2 separate regions of the Mus musculus genome follow, and region 1 is linked to region 2. A link is a contact called in public HiChIP or PLAC-seq data. All regions are on one chromosome and are shown on one strand. Each heading gives the region's core, a stretch centred on a gene start, on an enhancer-like site or on the middle of the called end of the contact. The rest is flanking DNA. Distances are from core to core; before and after follow the strand shown. Region 1 overlaps E130307A14Rik (RIKEN cDNA E130307A14 gene). Region 2 overlaps Fyn (Fyn proto-oncogene).

Region 1 (5,934 bases), core at 2,219-4,718, 150 kb before region 2:
AGTATGTACCAGAGAAACAAGTTCTTTATCTGTTTTATTCTCTGATACAGCCAAAGTGCCAGACCATGCTAATGTTTACTGAATGAATTAAAGGTCGTAACACAAGCATGAGGGAGCCAGGACTTGAAAGCAGATGTGCCTTAACCATAGTTACATATTTGCCTCTTATTTTTAGCCACTTTCCCCTTTCTTGTTCTGAATCAATCCCTGAACCAATCAAATTCATCTTTTACATCAGCCTTGAGCCTATCGAGTCTTATATTGTTTTGTGTCTGTGAACTCCCCTTCCCCATTTCTGGTGTTGTCTAACCTCATTAAATATATCGTTATTTGTTTATTGAAATATTTCTACTTTTCCTTATCCACACTCACTACTGTCCTCTCTGTTGTATACACAGCTTTTAACACAGGCTCTTTTCCCCTTTGAGGCAAATTCAATGCAGTATCTCTGTTCTAAGGCGGGGAGGTTGAGGTCGTTCTGATCCAAGCCAGTTCTTTAGATAAGTCACACATCCCTCTTTGGTTCAGTCTCCCCATCTGTAGCCTTAAACAGTTAGGAAAGATGGCTTCTTGCTGCCCAAACACTGCCCGGTGCTTAGATGTAGGGCTTGTAACACCATTGGCAAGATCAGGAAGGAGGAAAGCTGCGTGTCCAAGGGGTAAAATAAAGACATGTGTTTTAATAAAATCAGAGCAGTGTGTCATCAAAGAAGTTACATAAAATCAAATCACAAAATGAATAAATAACCAATGATAAAAGAAACTAGACATGGTAGTGCACACTTGGGAGATAGAGGAAGGAGTGGGTGTTGATATCCACACCAGCCTGGGCTACATAGCAAGTTCAAGGCCAACCTGACATGTACAGTCACAAGACCTTGTCTCAAAAAAGAAACAAAGGCTGGGGGTGTAGTCCAAAGATAGAGTGCTTGCCTAGCTGGTGCAAAACCCAGGGCTTGATACCCAGCAATGAAAAAGAAGGAAAATACAAAGACCTGTGTTCACTAGGGAGGGAACAGTCCTATCCACTTGCTGTGGCAGGGCTACAGTAGTCAAGGCACAGATGTTAGCCCATATCTGATGTCACATCCTCTTAGTATTTCAGGCAGAAAGGCTGCTGAGATTCCAGTACCTGTAAGCCAGGTTGGTGGTTCCAGAAATACATTGCAAATACTAACTCTATAATCCAGAAGTTGTCTGCTCAAGGCACACAAATTGTTTAAATGCTTGGGAAACTGCTCCCAGGGACTAAGAGAAAAGAGAAAAATTGTCATTCGTGTCTTAGTTAGGGTTTTCATTGCTGTGAAGAGACACCATGGCCAAAGCAACTCTTATTAAGGACAGCATTTAATTGGGGCTGGCTTACAGGTTCAAAGGTCCAGTCCATTATAATCATGGTGGGAAGAATGGCAGCATCCATGCAGACATGGTGCTGAAGAAAGAGCTGAGAGTTCTACATCTTGATCTGAAGATACCCAGAAGGAGACTGTCTTCCTCAGGCAGCCAGGAGGAGGCTCTCAAAGCCCGCTCCCACAGTGACACACTTCCTCCAACAAGGCCACACCTCCTAATAGTGCCACTTGCCGTGGGCCACATATATTCCAACTACCACACCTTGATAAATACCCTGTGCCTTACTCTACCTTCACCATGCTGGTGGCCTTGAGTACAACACATCCTCTCAGAGCTTTGGTTTCTCCTGTTCCTCATCTAAAGATAATAATAGGGGATAATAATAGCACCCTGCAGGATCATTGTATAGAATAAGTTTGTGGACTGCATAAGGTTGCTAGTGTAATGCGTGGAGCACAGTAGACACCTATGTCTAAACATGCCTTTGTTTAGAATTCCTCAAAACCCTCAAAGAGGGGAGAGGGCATTACAATGGTAACAGTGTCTATTTATACTCTGCCCTTGAGTATATTCGGAGTCTGGAATTATATTCATATTTATCTAGGAAGCATCCCGTGTGGGCTTAGATTTTTCAAAATCTATGCTAATTATGATTCTTCAACGCTTCAACTTCCCTTCTAGCCCACCACCCAGACTCAGGAGAGAAGAAAGGCTAAAAGGAAATGGGGTTGTGGACAATTCAGAAAGAGTTCTTTGGGATGATTCCAGTCTTCAGTGTCAGCAGTCCAGTTCACTAGCAAACACCAACATGAATCAGTAATAGCAGCTCGAGGTGTCTGTGGACATTATTATTGACAAGGTACTTCTGAAGTAAGACTGGAGTGCCAGGAGATGTGTATGAGAGATGTGGGGTGGACCTCACTTTATGTGCCCTGCGGTGGGAGATGCCTGTGTTTCTACAGAGAAGCCAGGTAGGAGGTCAGGGTGCCAGGGCTGACATAGAAAGAGAAAATGGCCAGAAATTAGGTCAGAGAGACAGTAAAGGTCAACACCCTGCAGGATCATTGAGTGCTTTATGGACACAGACACATCAAGGCCTAGGATGAGAAAACTACAGTAAAATACACTAGCACAAGTTTCATTGACCACGCACTCTGACTACTCTGCTAATCTTAGTACAAGTGCTGGTTTGTTGGTGTGTTTGTTCAGTGCTGGGAACTGAACGTATGTCTTCATGCTCTACCCTGATCTATACTCTCAACCCTCGAGTGTTTTCTTTGTGGACCTCACATAACTTTTTAAGGTGGCAAAGACTATATTCCCAGTTTTCTAGCTAATGAAAACAGAAGACTAAAGAGAGTAAGTACCCTGAAGGTCACACAGCTAGGAAGGACAAAACCAGAGTCACCCCCAGGTAAATGTGACCACATTTAAAATAAAATTACTACATTCTCTTTCATGAATATCGAACTTCTTGAACTGATTAAAATTTTCCAGTATTTTGCTTTATAATTTCAAAGTTAATAAAACCTCAATTGTGCACACTAATATGCATGCTGGTGTATCTCTCTTTAGTTATGCAGTGGTTAGCTGGGAAATTTTATTTTATTGTTTACACGCTTACCCTAGCGCTATCTAAGTCATTGCTGTGTGATTTGCTATTTATAATTTATCCTTCTCTTTGTTATTGGATGAAACATCCTTTAAAGCATTCCACAGCAAGGTGAGCACAAGTCAGACCTGCAAAATTTTTGGATAAATAACTGCAAAGATTCATTAAAGAATAATGAAGGTTGGTTCACATAGTACCAGGGATGCCCAGTTTAGCAAACATAATCATTCCAAGTCACCTTCAGAGGCACCCAGACGCCAGCAGCTATTTGTTTTAAAACCATCTTTTAGGGAATAACAACAAAGATACCTCCTTTATTAAAGGCCCTAAAAGTAAAATCATGAATTCACTTTGCTGGATTTCGTTACTGCTACAATGGAAACAATAGACATTTAACACAGGGAACACAGATGCCTTTCAGTCCGCTGTGGCTTTAGCATTCCCCCATTGTAGCCAGCCAGAGTCCTTGGCTGCTGGGCCAGTTGCCTTTTGCATGCTGATTTTCCTGAGACAGTCACTCAAGAGTTCTTCCTCTGGAGCAGAGTGTGGTGATCTCAGCCCCTGTAGGGAGTAGGGAAGCGCAGTGTGGGAATGAAAACACTGGGGAACAATCTCTCACAGAAGAATCAGTAGCTTAGTCTCAGGTTAGGTTTTGGGCCCCCAGCAAACATAATACCTGTTAGATCCTTTCCCTGAAGGACCACAGCCAAGACTTAAGCAAACATATATTTGTTCTGGCACAATACTTTTCAGTGACTAAGTGAGGTACACGGATGCATTTTATGCACACGTGCAAACCATGTGTCTGTGTTCCCACACTCAAGTATTTATAGAACTCACAATAGGGAAAATGGTCAGAAAGGGTTTTTTTCCATAAGCGCTGTTGAATATTGTTTCTTCCACCACTCACAATCAAAGGGATTAATATGTTCCCAGAAATAGTATTATTGAGATACATGAAATAAAATTAGGAGATATTTGTTGCTGGCAATAAGCTTTAGGTAAGAGCTGTTCTGGTATTGAAACTGCATCAAATCTAAAATGGTTTTTTGAGAGTAAGTGGTTCTATGGTGTATCTTGAGGCTGGTCCCAATTAGGCATAAATTAGAGTGTGTCTCGCTTTTCAGAAAGGGTCAGGAAATCAGCACTTGGCCTTGAACTCTTCACCTCTGCCCCTGTTGACCGTAAGAATAAGCCATTCCTCTCTGTGAAAACTAACAGATGCAGCCAGGCTTTGCCATTCCTCTGCAGAAAAGAGCCAGAGTTGTCAGCCAGAGCCGGTCAGAAGGAAGTAGCTGAGGAACTGGGGACTTTTTGTAGAGTGACAGCTTTCTGTCCATAAAGAAAAAGTCTCTAAAGCCACCAATGTGAAAGTGACATACTTTAAAGTGTCCAAAGGAGGCCTCCAAAGCTACTGGAAGCCTGTGCTGTCCTTTCTCAGAGCCTATTTTCTGTTTTCCTCCCATTCTGCAGCACTGATCTGCGACACTCATTGGTACACTGGACAAATAATTCCCCCATCTTTATAGCCAGCATAAAGCTCACAGCTGTGGAGTCTTGGTAATCTTTGCTGTGATTAATTGCCAATTACAAACATTTGATGACTATTTAAAAACCTTCCTTAGATGACTTATGTAGCTGACATGTGTAGTTAGTTGAAAAACTGAGGCTATGAAGATGGGTGTCACAAAAAAAGCTGAAGTCAGTCAAAATGTCACACTTTTCTGATCTCTAATAGAGTATTTTGCGCTTTCAACACCTAAAACATACCTGTGCCTGAAGGTCCAACTCAGTTCCTGCCTCCTACCCAGTCAGTCCTTTTCCTGACAGTCCTCTCTGAGCCATCTCAGCAGCTGTAGTGGATTTGGATTTGCTATCAGATGTATCATTGATCCATGAACTTGTCACATCAAAGGTCAGGTCAGAGCAGAATGGCTGCGTTAGCCGCCCCCTCGCCCATTTCCTCAGCACCACCAGACGCATCCAAAGTTAACTTCAAGGTGGGCCACTTCAGTAATAGAGTTGTGAGCCGGTGGTTTGAAGTTTGTAAGTCACTGTTGTGTACCACCCACAGAAAGTGTGCAACCAGTGATGTGCCTTGTCATAGTCATTAGGAGATTAATTACTAGTGTATAAGGAGAGGGAAGGGAATCATTGGAATAGAGAAAAGAAAATACAAGGAGGAGGAAAAGAGATAGTTTGGAAAAGGCAAACCCAGATCCAGCCTTCTCATTCTGGGATAAGATGCATTTCCTGTTTTCATGACAAAACATGGAAAGACTCCTTCCAAATGCATTTCGTGAATGATTGCCGACCCATCTTGCTAATGCTTGCTCTTTAGGGAACTGCACAGAAATCATGCATTTCCAGTTTGAATTAGGAACTAACTGGAAAGGCAGTTGCTTTGTGAGAAACCAGTAAACGCAGAAGCCTCATAACACTGGAACATTGTGGCAGTGGGAAAAGGCAACTCAGAAGGAGGCTCACCTCTCCTGACTGGTCCTGCTCTCAATGACTGTGAGACTCTCACTCCACAGTCCCTGCTTCCCACTGGCAGCAGCTGAAGCAGCTCATTATGCATGTCTGTCACGTGGTCCACTCCATCACCCAAATCTAACTGGGAGAGTAAGTCACCCTAACAAGACCCTTCAGTACACTCTTAAAAACTACTTACAGATGGACTCTTCCTCTGTAGGGACACAAAGAGTTTCCTTGTGCTGTGCCACATGATACAGGAAATGCATTATCCCTGTCCCAATGCAGGCACATGAGGAGGAAGCCCATGAAAGGGCAGCAGCTCACAAAAGCCCACACAGCTTTAGGGGGAGTCCTCGGAGGGGCTCACAGGCCAGTTTATGATAAGGGCAGAGAAAATCCTGGCTCTGTGAAGCTCCATTCATTTCGAATGCTAATGTCCACACCGGGAAAGGGAACCACAGCAGCATTCAGCTTTGACACAAACACTGCTA
Region 2 (6,055 bases), core at 2,669-5,168:
TCCCAGTCTCTTGATCAACTGCAGGGATTCTCGAGGGATTTCCCAGACATCTTTGGTTTTGACAGACAGATCGGTAAGCCTTGGCATCCCTTTGTGACAGGGAACTACTAGGCGGCAGCAGAGACCTGCGGCTCTCTCTGGAGGAGCAGGGCAGCGGTGAGGGAGAGAAGAGCAGAATATGTAACGACAACACGCACAGGCCACAGGAGATTCGACGCACATGAGCAAACATTTGCTGGAGGCAGATGAGGATGTGTCAGATATGGACACCGCTGTACCATCGGGCATGCTCGCTGCTCACAGGCACGGCCTGCTTTGGCTTCTGTGTACTTTAGTCTAATGAACTCGTATTCACTGCCTCAAATTCAAAATGCCCTTGCTACTTTCAAAAAGTACATATAAAAATAAAAACTGTCCCTGTCCCTTCCGGTATCTAGGGACTGAGGGACTCTCCCTGGTAAATGTCTGTTTAAAATGTGACTTTGGCATAGGAGCCTCCCACAGACCTCTGGTCTGTTAGAGCTAGCCGGTCTCAGGAGGACACCTGCAGCGGGAGAGGATGTCACATTCTCTGCAGTCCTTCTGACTCTACTGCTCCTGTGTGCTCACATTGCTTTTTTGCAATTTTCCACTAAAAGCAAACAAAAACAAAAACACGACCTTTTAAACAGCTTTCTATGCATAATTTAGGAGTCTGGATTTAAAGAAGTAATGGAAATTAACAACATTCACAGAAACTCAGTGACATGAAAAGCAGGGAAACAGTAGCTTCCATTCAGGTTACTGGGAACTTGGTCTTCCCCCACCCCTTCTTTTTGAAAAGAATATTCCTTTGAGAATCTAGCAAAGGTATGGGGAGACTGACTAAACGCCAACAGAGAGTAAGCAGGCAGGGAAAGATGGGGGCCAGAGAGACCCTGAACCGAGGGGGCCAAAGCCCCCTACGTCCCTGGAAGCCTCTTGGATTCTAAGCACAAACTGTGGCTGTCTCTTTTCTGGGAATTCTTAACTTACTTTTCATTCCTTTTTTTTTTTTTTTAAATCTGTTTCTGAGATGTTTAGGCAGGAAATTATTTATGTGTCGGTATTTCAAAGGCATTCTATGTGCAAGAGAGAAGAGGAAAGAGGAAAAGCCAATATAAAAACAAATCTAACTCAAGATGGATTTTTTTCCCTGAGATTAAAACTCGTCTAGGGTGCTTCACATCGGCTCCCTCCTTCAGCTTTATGATGTTATTAAGGTGCCCTTTCCAGCACACTATTTTCAAATGATCCAAACCCTGGGGACCCTGCGGATGTTTGCCTGTAATGAAATATATTTCAGCATTTGAAAAAAATCCTTATAACATACAGGCGTTTTGTGTATATCACTGAAGTGCAAGGAGGTTTTCTGCTCCATTTCTCTCAGTATTTCATTAGAATCCACATAGAGTGAGAGAGCTAATGCCCAAATCACTGGCTCAGCCACTGTTAATTTCTTAACTGCTCATCAGTGGCCAGAATCAGTACATAGGCATTTCGTATTGTTATTTTTAAAAGGCTACAAGTCTCTTTGGTGTGGCAGAAACAGCACAGGTATTTTTCAATGGTGGTAAAAAGGGTGTGGTGGCTCCGTCCGTAATCCCAGCATTTGGGATGCTGACACTAGAGGATTGCTCAAACTCTGAAAGTCCACCCTGGGCTACAAAGTGGATACTGGGCTCCCTAGGGCTACAAGTGAGACCTTACCTTGGAAAAAAGGAGGGGTCATGTACACATGCATTGTTTAGCAGGACACACTTGTTAACCAAGGAGGGCAAGCGGCACACACTAAACACTGCGCATAGAGCTACATATTTACATAAGACGCACATGAACGCACATACACCCAATAACTGAATGGCCAAGAACAGCAGAAGAACAGGATTATGGGACGTAAAGACAAAGTCTAATCTTTGTTTAAAGTCATCACAGTAGCCGGGTATGGTGGCGCACACCTTCAGTCTCAGCAGTAGGAGGCAGAGGCAGGGGGATTTCTGAGTTGGAGGCCACCAGGGCTATAGCGAGACCCAGTCTTTAAAAATTGAAAAAACAAAAACAAACAAACAAACAAACAAAAAACCAAGAAAGTCCAGGAGATGGAGGTAAGGGAGCTGTGGCCTCAGCAGGCAAGCTGGGGGGGGGGGGGGAGTGGGGGCGGGGCGGAGGGAACCCTGCAGCAGCACAGATTTTCTTCTACAGAGTGCAAGAATGTGCTTCCCTCTGCTGCGGTGAAGGATCAAGTGAGGCTCCCTGGGGGCCGTCTGAGCCTGCCTAGGGACAGCTCCTTTCCTCCTTTCCTCTCACAGTTCTGCATGGCAATGAAGGCAAAGGTAAAGAACGTGCAAGGATTTTTATTATGAAAATTAATATACAAATACAGCTTTCAAGATTTAAACTACTGCCTTCTACTGGGGGGAACTTCTGGAAAACACAGGAGGAAAATCCTATCTGGGGCAGAAGAGCAACAGAACCCCGGACTCCATCTGTCTGTCTGACTGTGGGGGTGGGCGGGCAGAGGACAGCTCTACCTAGTGACTCTGTCCCGTATCTCCTCCTCCTCCCTCACAGCCTCCAGTTTCTAACCGGTGACGGTGACGGTGACGGTGACGGCACTGGGGTTACCTGAGTAATGCTGTACCAGTTGCTGAAGTGTTTCAAACTGGGCCCGCGTTGTGATATAGTATCCACCATTGTCAAGCTTGCGGATTTTATAATGTTTGACGTGGTCCCCTTTCATATCATCCCAATCACGGATGGAAAGTGAGTAGGCACCTGGTAAACGTGCAAGCATTAGCCACACCAATCATCGGAGCCCCAGTCTGCTCTGCAGGCCTCATTTATGTGACTATTCTGATTAATAATTATTACAAACCATATGCGCACGCGCACACACACACACACACACACACACACATACGAAAGAGACAGATATATCTCCACTCTGTAACAGGACAAAGACAACTTTTGCTATCCTGCCAGTGTTCAGAGATGTTAGCAATACAGTTGACTTTGCTCTTGGAACTAAAAACTTCTGGTTTTTCTCAAAGTTTCCTTTCAGTTTCTTGTGTTGTCTAATATTGCACAGACCAAATCCCACTGGGATAGATGAAGAGCAGACTCCAGGTGAGCTTGCCTCCTGCTTTCATTTCCTGTGGCCTAGCTGAGAGGCAGGGATAGTGAGGGGCTGGGAGACAGGGATGGCATATGTGTGTGTGTGTGTGTGGTGGGGCTGTGGGTGTGTGTGTGTGTGTGTGTGAGGCAGGGATGGTGGGGGCAGAGGTGGTTGGTGGAGAGGCAGGGGTAGGGACAGAGGTGGTTGGTGGAGAGGCAGGGGTGGGGACAGAGGTGGTTGATGGGAGGCAGGGGTGCGGGAGGAACAGAGGGTGGGAACAAAAGAAATGGAAGTCTATCCCCTAGCAGGAAGCTCCAAAGCTCTGCTTGGCAATCTGCACAGGGACAGGTCACCAGTGTGTGGCAGCATGGTTCTCTGCCCCTCTGCCTGCTGAAGTGAGTTATTAAACAGAGGGAAGAGGAAGGAGTCCTCCACTAACAAAACAGAGTGGAAGGAAAGAAAAACAAATTTAAACTGGGTGGTGGTAGGGCAGGCAGACCTTTGATTTTAGCACTTGGGAGGCAGAGGCAGGTGGATCTCTGAGTTCAAGGCCAGCCTGGTCTACAGTGTGAGTTCTAAGACAGTTAGGGCTACACAGAGAAACACTGTCTTGAAAATACACACACACACACACACACACACACACACACCCCAAATCAAAAAGGTAAGAAAAACCAAGTTCCCGCCCTTCACTCGAACAGGAGAACAGGACGGAGTCTGAGCTGAGGCGGAAGCCTGGCCTCTGTTTCTGGAGGCGCCTCCCTCTGAGCCCGATCATCTCTGGGAGCTAAATGCAGTTCCAGCGTCTTCAGGGGAGCTGGAGAGCAGCAGGAGGCTCAGGCTAGAAGGCCCCGGACCAGGCAAGAGCCACGCCTTCCGATCCCAAAGACCTTCAGATCTGAACAGCACATCAGTTTTGCCCTCTCCTTAGCTTACCTTTGGTGGTTTCGCTCTCGCGGATAAGAAAGGTACCTCTTGGGTTTCCAAAGGACAGGAGCTGTCTCTCAGCATCTTTGCGGCCAAGTTTTCCAAAGTACCACCTTCAAGGGAGACACAGGCAAGAAAATAAATACACTTGTGACTGAGCAATGTAGCTAGCTTTTCCTCCACAAATTCCTTCGCCTCTAATGTTGCTTCCACTGCCCCAAACTAGTTTTTTCTAGCTTCATTCAGTCCTTTTTCAATCTTTCCTGATTCTATCCACTCTGCATCTCTTCCATTCTTAAAAAAAAAAAAATCTTGAATCATGGATTGTGTTCCTTCCCTCCAGGACGACAGGGATGTGTGTGTGAAATGCCACCTGCACGCACAGAGAGAAACCCACCACCTTGTTTGAAATGCCAACTGCAGGGGACGATTCCATAGCTCAGCTGTACGACCCTTGATTTCTGAGCATAATTACAACTCCTGGGAAATACCAAGACTCAGCTCTAGTATAAGGATCATCAATCAAGCATGATTTTTTTTTTAAAGGAGCCCACTCAGGATGGATAAAGAAGGAAGACAGATAACACTTCTACTTAGTCTCTACCTACAGGAATTCTGAAGACGGGAACTCAGCTCTACCCCTGATCTGAGATGGCTGCTGTTCTTGGAAGCCTGGTTTGATTTTCTCTCCCTGTCCAGCATTCGTGAGGAGCGTTTACCAAGTACCTGGCCTGTGCCCTGCAGTTGCGCTTCTCTGACACAGCTGCAGGGATTGCTTACTGCACATCTGAGAGAAAGCTGTGCACGGTTAATGGGCATGTCCATAAAAATGAGTCGGTGGTGCAGACATTTTAACATTCCCTTGCAACAGCACTGACAGCACACTTGTGCCGTGGCAGGAAGCCTCACAGGCCTCCTCAGGACCGGAATGCGTCTTTTGTCTCTCCACTTGAGCTGCTGAGTCCTAACCAACGCCCGGCAATCCGTTCACATTTCAGCACTGGATTGTATATGAGAGGATAAGTATGCCAAGAGCCCAAGGGAGAGTTCTGGAACATTCCACCAGAATCTGTGAGTAGGAGCAGCTTTCAGGACCAAACCATCACAGTATTCATCTATGAAAGCAAATGGTTTTAAAAATGAAGCTTCAATTCACCATGCCTGAATGTAGCTAGGAAGTTCACCATCAGATCCTTCTGTGAGTCAAAGAATTTCACCGAAGGAGCGTCACCTTCAGTGACTTGAGAAGTACCCAAACTCTCCACAATCCCAGCGTAGCAATAGCTGCTGTAAAGGATACGACACCAGCTATGTGAGAAATGTCTTTTTTTGGTTTGTATCAGTAACTCAATTAAAATGCTGTGTAAAACTGGTGAGAGGAAGGCCTGCAGAACAAGAGGTTACACTTAACCACACGCTGCTTGTGCAAAATACCGATTAATTGCACGTGTAAAAACCACAGGCTGTATTTTAAAAAGCTAACTTATACTCTAAAAAGCCCAAAATATTAAAAAAAAACCTTATCATTATAAATATGACTTAAATATGCACCCCCAAGTGGATTCTCAGTTAAATCAAAGGAATGTTACTTTGTAGTTAAGTTTTAAATTCCGAAAAGACACAGGAGATATTTACCAATCTGTCCTAAAAATTCAATACAAATACACATATTTCCTATTTTCTGATAATGAAACACACTAGTAACGAAGGGGGTAAAACAGCTCAAAACACAGTGCTGGAGAAGCAGAAACAGATCGAAGTGTAGGAGTACAAAAGACTTAAAGAAGAATGATGGACGCATGAGGATTAGGCTAGGGTGAAGGTCTACTCCTCTGTGCTGTGCCTCCGCAAATCCACAGCAGGCTGCAGGCCGTGAGCAACCGACAGTGACTCCTTTCTCTTTCTGGTGAGGTCTGTCCCTGTAGGTGGGGTAGAGGCCATCCATGTTCCTGAGCTTGGGACATCAACCTCCCTCCCCATTTCCTAAGAGTTCCT

Evidence for each region. HiChIP or PLAC-seq counts read pairs in DNA pulled down with a chosen protein or histone mark.
Region 1: a contact with region 2 is called in an H3K27ac HiChIP or PLAC-seq map of embryonic stem cells, with 5 read pairs. The contact joins two enhancer-like sites. A contact is called at or near these places in 4 of 484 Hi-C or Micro-C datasets (ECoMG myeloid progenitors, embryonic stem cells, myocytes and 1 more), 1 of 115 datasets of contacts at active chromatin or transcription factors (embryonic stem cells) and 2 of 9 other capture datasets (adipose tissue and pancreatic islet).

What each region holds. Positions count from the first base shown.
Region 1 is chr10:39,672,510-39,678,443 of GRCm38.p6, reverse strand. The region is part of intron 2 of E130307A14Rik (RIKEN cDNA E130307A14 gene); the gene reads left to right. Among named protein-coding and RNA genes, the nearest start is that of E130307A14Rik, 57 kb to the left of the region's middle. Within about 2 kb of position 3,468, at least 41 of the 459 cell types and tissues checked have an H3K27ac peak or open chromatin away from gene starts, as enhancers often do. A contact at or near this core is called in embryonic stem cells, where this site is marked.
Region 2 is chr10:39,523,519-39,529,573 of GRCm38.p6, reverse strand. It overlaps Fyn (Fyn proto-oncogene), which reads right to left. Exons shown (of 14, transcript NM_001122893.1): 7 at 4,070-4,173; 8 at 2,644-2,793; 9 at 1-137. Among named protein-coding and RNA genes, the nearest start is that of Gm40627, 64 kb to the left of the region's middle. Within about 2 kb of position 3,918, at least 9 of the 459 cell types and tissues checked have an H3K27ac peak or open chromatin away from gene starts, as enhancers often do. A contact at or near this core is called in embryonic stem cells, where this site is marked.